2 separate regions of the Columba livia genome follow, and region 2 is linked to region 1. The links are chromatin contacts, called in public Hi-C maps. All regions are on one chromosome and are shown on one strand. The core of a region is the stretch at or near the end of the contact, and the rest is flanking DNA. Distances in the headings are between cores, read along the strand shown.

Region 1 (4,742 bases), core at 937-3,436:
TTGTGGGGTGACAACAAAACCGTGGCAGGTGTATTGTTACCCCCTCTCCTCACCTTTCCCCTTCAGCCCCTCTCTCCCCCTTTCCCACTAAGGACAGGGGATCGGGAGGGAAAGGACAGAGAGAAGAGAGTTGGAAAAGTTTAAAGTGTTTTACTAATGCTACAATAAAATAGAGAAAATAATACAGAATATACAAAACCAATGTTGAAAGTCCCGGCAACTGCAGAGCCGGCAGCTGAAGTCCTGGACTGGATCCTGCAGCCAACCGGAGCTGGATTCAGTCCGTCACTGGCCTCAGTTCACAAGCCGGAAGCTGAAGTCCTGGACTGGACTCTACAGCCAACCGGAGCTGGATTCAGCCTGTCACTGGCCTCAGTTCACAAGCCAGCAGCCGAAGTCCTGGACTGGACTCTACAGCCAACCGGAGCTGGATTCAGTCCGTCACTGGCCTCAGTTCACAGGGACGACTCGCAAGGTCCTCTCCTAGTGTTGCCACAAGGAAATGCGGTGAGATCCTCGTGATCTCCCAGTTTTACATGAAGTGTCACGTGAATGGGATGTTACACTCAGTTGGTCAGGTTTTGGTCACTTGTTTCTCATTTCCCCTCTCGTGGATGTGCATCCATCCTTATCAATGCCCTCGCATGCCACTCGCACTGTGTTCCCCAAGCAGGAACAGACAATCTCTTGTTGGGAGAGTAAAAACCCACCATCCCTGGAGGGGTTTAAAAGGCATTTAGACGAGGTTCTTAGGGACATGGGTTACTGCTGGAGCAAGGTTATGGTTGAACTCGATGATCCTGAGAGTCTCTTCCAACCAAAATGATTCTATGATTCTAAATTTGAATGTAATCTGTCCTTCTGCATGATGGAGCCACCAGCCCTTCTCCACAACTTCCAGACCAGAGGCACCAGCCCGTTTGCCCACCACAACTCGTCCCAGCACTGCGAATCCCCAGGTTCCCATCCACAAAACCTGAATCCCACGGATTCTCATCACTATAAAAAAATTTCACAGCTCCGGGCTCCTCTATAACTGCGTTTTTTGCACCAACAACCGCTGTGCCCCTGCTCTGCGTGTCCGGGCCAAGTGCATCTCTCACTTCTGCATCTTCAGGAGAAGGGAGAAGCCGCCTCCAGAAGCACAAATTGGTGGGATAAGCTGCTGTCAGCTGAGCCCACTGAGCTCCCTTACTTATTCCAAGCGAACTGCTCACTTTGAAGGGATAAACAGTCTGATTAAACTAACAGCTCTCCCTTCCTCGCAGTGATGCTCTTTGAAGGATACAGGCAAAGCCGGAGCGAGCGCAATCTCTAGCAACAAATCCACTGCTGGCTCCTCCTGGGAGAAAACCCTCCGTGCAGAACAGGAGGAGCGGAGCCAGGGCAGGAAAGCTGCTGGAGGTTTGCTTTATATCAAGTAATCTCGTTATTGCAATTTCAGGGCTAAATGGGCAGTGCAGCAGGAAGCAGGCCTGGGTCACCGCGTCATTTAGCTGATCCAAACAACAACCTGCGCCCGGACGTCGGCATCTGCTGCCGGTACAAACCCTCGGCATCGCCTGAAGTGTTGGCCCCGTGCCTGAGGTTGTATGCAGAAGAACTGGGAAAGATTAACAGCTAATTAATGTCAATCAGTACAGGTGTGCTAGAAGGCCTTACCAAGTGACTAAGGAAACTTGGTGGGTCTATTCTGATGCTCTCCTGTGTTCATCCCTGATGCAGAAGGGCAACAGTGATGGGTAGGGTAGAGCACACATGGAGAGCAACTCACACGGTGGGTTGGCATGAACTTGAAGCATCTTTATACAACTGACACGACACGGAAGCATCAAGGGTGGTTTGCATTTTCCATCAGTGCTCTCACATGGTTCCCCGATGGATATAACCCCTGTCACAGCGGCCAGACCGGGCTCATACGTTGCTCTGTTCCCATGTTTCTCGAGGTTTGAATACAGCGTGAAAGCGATGACCACCCACCCCAGACTTCACACCCAAAACCGCTGCTGCATTCCTGGGTACAACAGATGCCTCTGACAACACGTCTAAACTCCTTGATCGGAGGAACCGCTCCTGCCCGCTCGCTCCATTTGCAGCGTTTCCACGCTCCCTCCCGCCAACGATGTGCTCAGGAGCTGCAGTGTCCTGAGTGGGTCCATCTCCCTGACCCCACAGCCCCCAGGTCCCCATCCTGGGCCAGAACTTTGCAGCCGGTTTGCTCCGAGCATCCTCGGTCCATCCATCCCACTGCGCCGGCTCCTTCATGAGCTCAGCGCTCACCTATTCCACTCTTTCCGTGCTCCACATCTTTATTTCCAGCCAGATTAACCAGTCTTTTCTGGACAGTTACACATTACATTGCTTCGTGCTGTGTTTCCGCGCTGCTCGGCGCGGTTTGTATCTTCATCATTCTTCGTACCGCCTCGGGGCTTGTTTACTACACAGCAAACTCTGCTCTGAATAGGGAATCTTTCTCTTCCTCTTGCACTTATCTGCTGCGATCATCACCCAGAGAAGTAAGTCTTGGAAATACCAAGGTGGCTAAGAATTCTCACAGTGTCCAATGGCACGAGGAGATATATTGTCCCTTGGACACCCAGCAGGACTGAGCTTTGCTAAGCTTCGCTGGTCCTGCCCAGCTCAACCCCTTCGCTCGTGCGGGTGCTCTGGGTTCAGCAGAAAACCGAGTTGCCCGGGAAATTAGAGCATGAATAGTACAGTTTGTTTGCCACAGGCAAAGATGAAGTTATCTTGTTTCTGGTGTTTTCTAGGGTCTCAGTTCTTGTTTTAACCCTCTTGAGCTGCTCGTAGCAGGGTAAGGCTCTTATCAAATATCTTAGCTTGCAAAAGCAAGAGGGATGTGGGGCTGTTCAGCCCAGAGAACACGAGGTTGAGGGGAGACCTTATCCCTGTATATAACTACCTGAAAAGAGGTTGGAGCATGGAGGGTGTTGGTCTCTTCTCCCAAGTACCAAGTGATGGAATGAGAGAAAACAGCCTCAAGTTGCACCAGGGGAGGCTGAGGTTGGAAATTTGGGGTAATTTCTCCCCAAAGGGCTGTGGGCGTTGGAACAGGCTGCCCAGGGCAGTGCTGGAGTCACCATCCCTGGAGGGGTTGAAAAGGCGTTTAGATGAGGTTCTTAGGGACACGGGTTTGTGCTGGAGTTGGTTGGGTTATGGTTGGACTCGGTGATCCTGAGGGTCTCTTCCAACCAAAATGATTCTATGATGTCCTGCTACATTTTCACAGCCTCATTTGCTGTACGCTTAAACCCCTGAGCATCTCCATGGCCCTTGCTCCAGTATGTTGATCTGTCTCCCAAACAGGGGAGCCCAAAATGGGGACACAAGGTATGCTAGGGCAGAGGGACGCAGGGTCCCACAAAGAACCCACCAGTGGCCACCAGCTGGACTTCCAGCTGCTGATTGCAACCCTGCGAGTGGGTGGCACAGCCCGTTTTCCACTGGAGTCGTCTGTACCGTGGGACATCAAACACCTGCCCAAAGCCCAGGTGTGCAACACACATTGCTCTCATCTCTTCTCTCTTCACATACAGCAATCAAATTGGTCAGGCACAATTCTCCCCAGTGGAGAAAGGTCAGGTCTTCCTCATGCAGCGCAGGGCTACAACGAGTCCTCGGCACCCTGAAGTCCCCATGAAGAGTCCGCCGCACGCGGTGGGGATTTCTACCTCGTCTTGCGCACTTTTGGCTTTGTTGCCATGTGTTTCGCTAACAATGAGTTCCCACCGGTTCCCAGGTGAGTTTGGATGTTGCCCAGTAGCCTCCTCCAGCCTCACTCAACATAAAGAGCTGTTGTTTGTGGTGGGTTCACCGGCCCTTTAGCACGTGTTCACAGAGCCCCAGCCACAAGTCACGCAGTAGTCACTGACCAACAGGTGACCGTTAAATGCAGCTAAAACCAACCGAAGCCCAAACAAGACCTGAGACTACGCTGCCTGGTCAATGCAACCCCCCCGGCTTTCTGTGACAGACAATAGGAATGTTATTGGGAAAGGAATAAAATCCAGTTCTCCCAGTTTGGGAGAGAAGTGTTATAGATGCTTATCAGGACTGAAAATGCTGCCCACCCAGAAAGTCAAATTATGTATTGGGTTTGCAGTCCCACGGTTGCTTTCCAGTGCTCAGAGACGGCTCTGGATGTGCGCCGTGCTCCATAGTCACTCATTTGTCCATGGGGTCTGCTCACTGTGGGTTTCTTCCTTATTGCAGCCTGAAACTGAGAAAAAGAAATGGTTCTACAATTAATAACAGAAGCTGCGAAGAGTTAAAATGTCCCAGGAGTAGAAGCAGCTTTGATTCATTTCTCCACATAAAGAGTTTCTAATTATACTGACTCTTATCTCTGTGCTAGAGCGGATTCATAACTCTGCCTTTGTCCTTGGTGTGTTCAGCAGCAATGGCGAGATTCTGGACAGTGCGGGGAGGATGGTTTGGGAAGGATGAGCAGTTACCGGCATCCTCCAGGCAGGAGCTCCAAGATGGGTATTGAGGAGAAGAACAAGTGTTGATGAACAAACCCCGACACACGGGGCCATGGACCAGATGACAGCCCAAGGTCCCTGCCCACCTGGATTATCCCGGGGATGACTGGTCTTGAGTAGAAAGGTCCATCACAGGAGCTCCAGTGCTGGGTTAGCACACGTGCACAGAAAGGATTAATGTGCGGATGGAAACCCTGTCTTCTCATCGTCATCGGAGTCGTTCGCAGGGCTACACGC
Region 2 (4,742 bases), core at 962-3,461, 45 kb after region 1:
CTAATGAGCCAGAATACTCTGATTGATAAATGTGGGTGTCAGTCCAGCTCTGTCCGTCCATCCCCTTCCTCGCTGCCTCACCCCTGTGGGCAGAGCTCAGAGTGTCCTTGGCTCTCAGAGCAGAGCAATTAAACACATTAACTGTGCTGGGCTGGTATCTCTTGTTCTCAGACTAAGTCCAAATAACGAGCGATGGGAAAGGAAGGTTTGTAACTGTGGTCTCGGCCCTTGGGGAGGACAAGCGGCTCCGCTTGGGGCCCTGGCCGGCTGGCCCGGGCTGGTCACCCGCCACCGCGGTGACACGGCGCGCAGGACGGCGGCCAGGTCAGCGCACAGGGGCCGTCCCGGGCCGTTGATGCTTAAACTGAAGCTTAGACCGAATTTAGGCATCTCTGTCCAAAAGTGCAATCCTGAAAATCTCTTCTCAGCCTCTCCTAACCTTGGTGGCATTTAAATCCAAAGTGCAACAAGTGTCACCGTCCCCGTTGCCGGGCACGCGGCACATGGCTGGGAGCGCCTGGCGCTCGTGGGGGCGAGCGCCGTGTCTGCGCCGCGGGCTGGCGGGGCCGTCACCTCTAACACCCCAAACATCGCTCTGAAACCCCAAAATCTTGTTGTCTTCCTTCAGGAGCGAAGCACCGGGGTGGTGGCACCGGGCAGCGCTCAGAGCTGTGACACCAGGGCGGCTGTGACACCCCAGTGTCCCCCTTGCCTGGACTCGCATCCTCCCTCAGGACTTGGAATGGGAATGGTGGGGACAGAGATGACCGGATGGGTCTTCACCATGGGGTGCAGTGACCTGGGCATGGGGTCTTCACCACAGGGTGCGGAGCACCCCAATAATCAGGGTAGAAAGCCGGTGGCGCTGCTCTGTGCCCCGCGGCCCTTCAGGAAACACCCGTGTCCCTTGCATGGGGCTGTGACACCGCACCAGGACATGGGACCATCCAGGGTGCTCGATTCTGCCTGAACCCCTTATCTGGGGGTCCCAGCCCCACGCCGGGGGACGGGGATGATGGGGACAGCGCTGTCCAGCCACAGCGCCTAAGCCCGTGGGAGCCGCCGGACTCACATGGGCCCGTGAGATGCAGGAAAGCAGCTTAACCGCAGAATTATTTACTTTAACTCCTCTTACTTTAGCTCTGTCCTTAATAGTCTCCCAGGCTCAGGGGGCCGGGCCAGGCCGGGGCGATGGGGGGGACTGTGGACCCCCCTGGCGCAGGGAAGGGGGTCAGAGCGGGGGGCTGTGCCCCAGCATCGCCAGCACGGTGCTCAGCTCCGTGGTGGTGCCGCGGAACGGGCCCCGGCGCGGTGCAGCCCATGGCCGCGCTTGGCCCTCGATGCCACCGCGGTGACAGCACACGGGGGAACGTCCCCTACCCCGGGAGACCTCCCGGAACCCCCGGTCTGGCGGGCAGCCCAGCTCCGGCTCAGCCTGGCGGGATGGGGACACCGCACCGGTGGCCATCCCTGTGCCAGGGACGCATTTAGGATGGGATTAGAGGGGTGATGGCCGGGATGGGAAGGATGGGTGGGGAGCGGTCACGGGGGTGCCCCACGCCTCCCGTGGTGTGCCGGGTACGGTGCGGTATGGCGGGGAAGGGACACTGGAGGGACAGCGTGGGTGCCGTGCGTTGCCGATGCCCCCGCCACGCACAGCGGTGTCATGAATGCACTCAACTTTCCATTTAGCTATAGCTTTATTCAGCGTGACTGTAGATAAGGGCAGCAGCAAACAGTCATTTTAAAAATAAGTACCAAGGCCTCCTGTTTGCTCTGGAACGGTTTGTTTTATTTGCAGGGAATACTGTTTAATTTAATTGTCGTGATTCCCGTGTCCCAGGGGTGTCTCACACCCCCGTGTCCCACTGTTTGTTTTATTTTCAGGGAATGCTGTTTAATTGTCGTGATTCCCGTGTCCCAGGGGTGTCTCACACCCCCATGTCCCACTGTTTGCTTTATTTTCAGGGAATGCTGTTTAATTTAATTAATTGGCGTGATTCCCGTGTCCCGCCCGCGCTTCCCTCCGCTCCCGCCAAACTACAACTCCCAGCAGCCCCCGCGCTTCCCGCTGCCCCGCTCTGCCATTGGCCGCTTCGCGAGCGCCCGGCGCCGGGCTCCCGATTGGCTGTTGCCGTGGCAACAGGCGGCGGGGGGCGTGGCCTTGGCGGCCCCTCCCTGCGCCGCGGGTTTGTTTGTGGCGGCGGCGGCCGGAGCGCGGGGGCGGAGCGGAGCGGGCCGGGCATGAGGAGCGGCGGCGGGACGCGGAGCCGCCAGCGCCCCCCGCCCGGGGCCGCTGCGCCGTGGGCAGCCCGGCGGAGCCCGCCCTGAGGCGCCGGTCCCCGGGGATACCGCTCCCGGTGACCCCCCGCCGTTCCCTCGCCCCGTCCCGCCGCGGGAGCCGCCGGAGGGGGAGCTGGGCTATGCGGTGGTGGCTGCGCGCCGCCGTCCTCAGCCTGCTTGCCGGCGTTGAGGGTAAGGAGCGGGAGCCCGGGGGCGAGCGGGAGCCCGCGGTCGGGGGAGAGCGGCTGCGCTGCTGGCGGAACCGGTGCGGGGTTCCCGGGACGCGGGTGGCGGCGGGAACAGCGCACGTGTTGCCGCCGGCGGGGAGGGGTCCGCGGGCTGGGGACTCGGGCAGGTCCCGGCCCGCGGGCGGAGCTCAGCCCTCCCGCTCGGTCCCCGCAGGCAGCGGCCAGAGCCCGGCCCGGGCCGTGGTGGGGCGGGTCGGGCAGAGCACGGTGCTGGGCTGCGACCTCCTGGACGCCCACGAGGCCCGTCCCCCGCTCTACGTGATCGAGTGGGTCCGATTCGGCTTCGTCCTCCCCATCTTCATCAAGTTCGGGCTCTACTCGCCGCGGGTGGACCCGGAGTACATTGGTGAGTCCCGGTGGGCGGTTATCCTGAGGGACCCTCGGGCTGGCTCCGGTGTCCCATGTCCCCTCTCTCCTTGTCTGGGCCCCAGCCGAGGGCTGCTGCTGTCAGCCCACATTAATCATGCTCCCGGGGCCGTGGGGAGGTGCTGGGCTCTCCCTACACTCCTGGACAGCAGAAGGGGACATGGTGGGGTTGGGGATGTCCTCACGGCCAGAGTCCCCTCCTTGTGCAGCAGCGCCAGGGATGGCCGGAGCGGGAGGCAGAAAGGTCATGGATACCCAGCCTGGGGGGCAATGCAGCCCCCAGCCCATCGGGAGGGATCCCCGCGGGGCTGGAGCTCCTGGCGCATCAGCCGTCACTGTGGACAATCCCAGCAGCACCCACTCGGGACGGGGGACCTGGTCGTGGTCCTGCCTGCTGCTGGGGCCGGTGACACCGGGATGCCCCGTGCCAGAGGCCGCGGGTACCCAGGCGCTGCCACGCCGGCGCCTCAGCCCGTGCGGGTTGCTTGAGGACTGAGCCCGGGGAGGGAATTTTGGTGAAGCTGCTGATTGTTGGTGCTGGGGTTTGGAGGGAAGGGCTGTGGCGTGGGAGAGAGATCACAGAGTCACAGGGTGGTTTGGGTTGGAAGGGACCTCTGGAGATCATCCAGTGCAACCCACCGGTGTTCTCTTTACGGGGTATTTAAAGCAAAGCAGTGGCGGAACTTGAGGGATCCCTGCGAGCACGGGGGTGAGGACGACGGGAGTGTCCCTGGAGGATGGGGACGGGGAGGAGGGGAAGGGCTGGTACCTGGCCGGTGTTTTGGGCTGAGTCTGGCCCCAACTGCCCACGGCAGCGACGCACCAAAATCCTCCCATGGTATGCGGAGGGCTGGAGCACCGGATTGTGCATAGGTCAGGAGCCCAACCTCCCTGCCGAAACCAGCCCTTGCCTAAAAAATACGCGTCAGGCTGAGGTTTGAGCCGAGCCCCACACTGGCTGTGGGCAGAGCGGCGATGCCTCTTGGGCTGCTCAGGAGGCGGCTGATTTTGGGGCGCACCTGGGGCTCTCCGCACCTGAGGACACCTTTGCACTGCAGCCAGCCCTGAGCTGGCCCCGTGGGACCAGTGGTGACAACAAACCCGCCGGTGACGGTGCCAAGAAGGCACCTGCTTTCCCAGGAGGTTCAGCCTGGGCTCCTGTTACCTGAGCCGGCACCGCGGGGCCCCCTCGGCTGCAGGGGCTCCGGTTACCCAGGAAGGGCCTGGCAGGCTCCTGCCCGCTCCCCACAGCCCCCCTTGTCCCTGCTGCCGGCGTGGCCGGGGGGGCTGCTCCGGGGATCAGCGCTGGGGGAAGGGGGCTGTGGTTGTAATGAGGACGAGGTGGGTGGGCAGGGGGGCTGGCGGCCGTCACCATGGCAGCGGGGCGCCTTGTTTTCGCTTCTGTGGAAGGACAGAAGGACGGGCAGGGGCTGCGGGACAGATCAGACCCTCCTCTCAGCCCTTCCCAAGTGCCACCTGGAGGAGTTTGGGGAGCCCCTGTTGTCACCCATGTGGCAATTCGGGGCATCCCAGTGATGGGCTGGGCTGCTTTAGAGCCCTTGGGGGAGCAGGGTCAGCTCTCCCCCTGTGCCACCATCCCGCGGTGTCATGGGCCGCTGTCCCCTGCTGCCGGCCGGCCCGGCGCGGGGCTGGTGGCACCAGGTCCCCAGCAGCAAGCGTGGCTGGGGCTGCAGCCCCTTTGTGTCCCTCTGAATGCCGGTTACCAGGGATGCTGGTGCGGAGGGCAGCGACGGTTTTGTTATCAGGAGGAGGAGGAGGGGGCTGGGGCCGCACGGGGGATTAGGGGGAGGCTGGGGGCGTCCCCAGAGCGCTCTGATCCCTTCC

Evidence for each region. Hi-C and Micro-C count contacts between places; a contact is called where the count stands out from the background.
Region 2: a Hi-C map of crop shows a contact between it and region 1, with 2.1 times the contacts expected there. The contact joins the promoter of IGSF9 here to the enhancer-like site in region 1. A contact is called at or near these places in 2 of 2 Hi-C or Micro-C datasets (crop and liver).

What each region holds. Positions count from the first base shown.
Region 1 is chr28:1,547,820-1,552,561 of bColLiv1.pat.W.v2, forward strand. It overlaps LOC135576604 (a long non-coding RNA gene), which reads right to left. Exons shown (of 2, transcript XR_010468401.1): 2 at 135-4,742. Among named protein-coding and RNA genes, the nearest start is that of TRNAR-UCU, 30 kb to the left of the region's middle. Within about 2 kb of position 2,187, at least 1 of the 3 cell types and tissues checked has an H3K27ac peak away from gene starts, as active enhancers do.
Region 2 is chr28:1,593,137-1,597,878 of bColLiv1.pat.W.v2, forward strand. IGSF9 (immunoglobulin superfamily member 9) reads left to right here and starts at 2,212. Exons shown (of 25, transcript XM_065042692.1): 1 at 2,212-2,475; 2 at 2,686-2,877. The coding sequence starts at 2,424.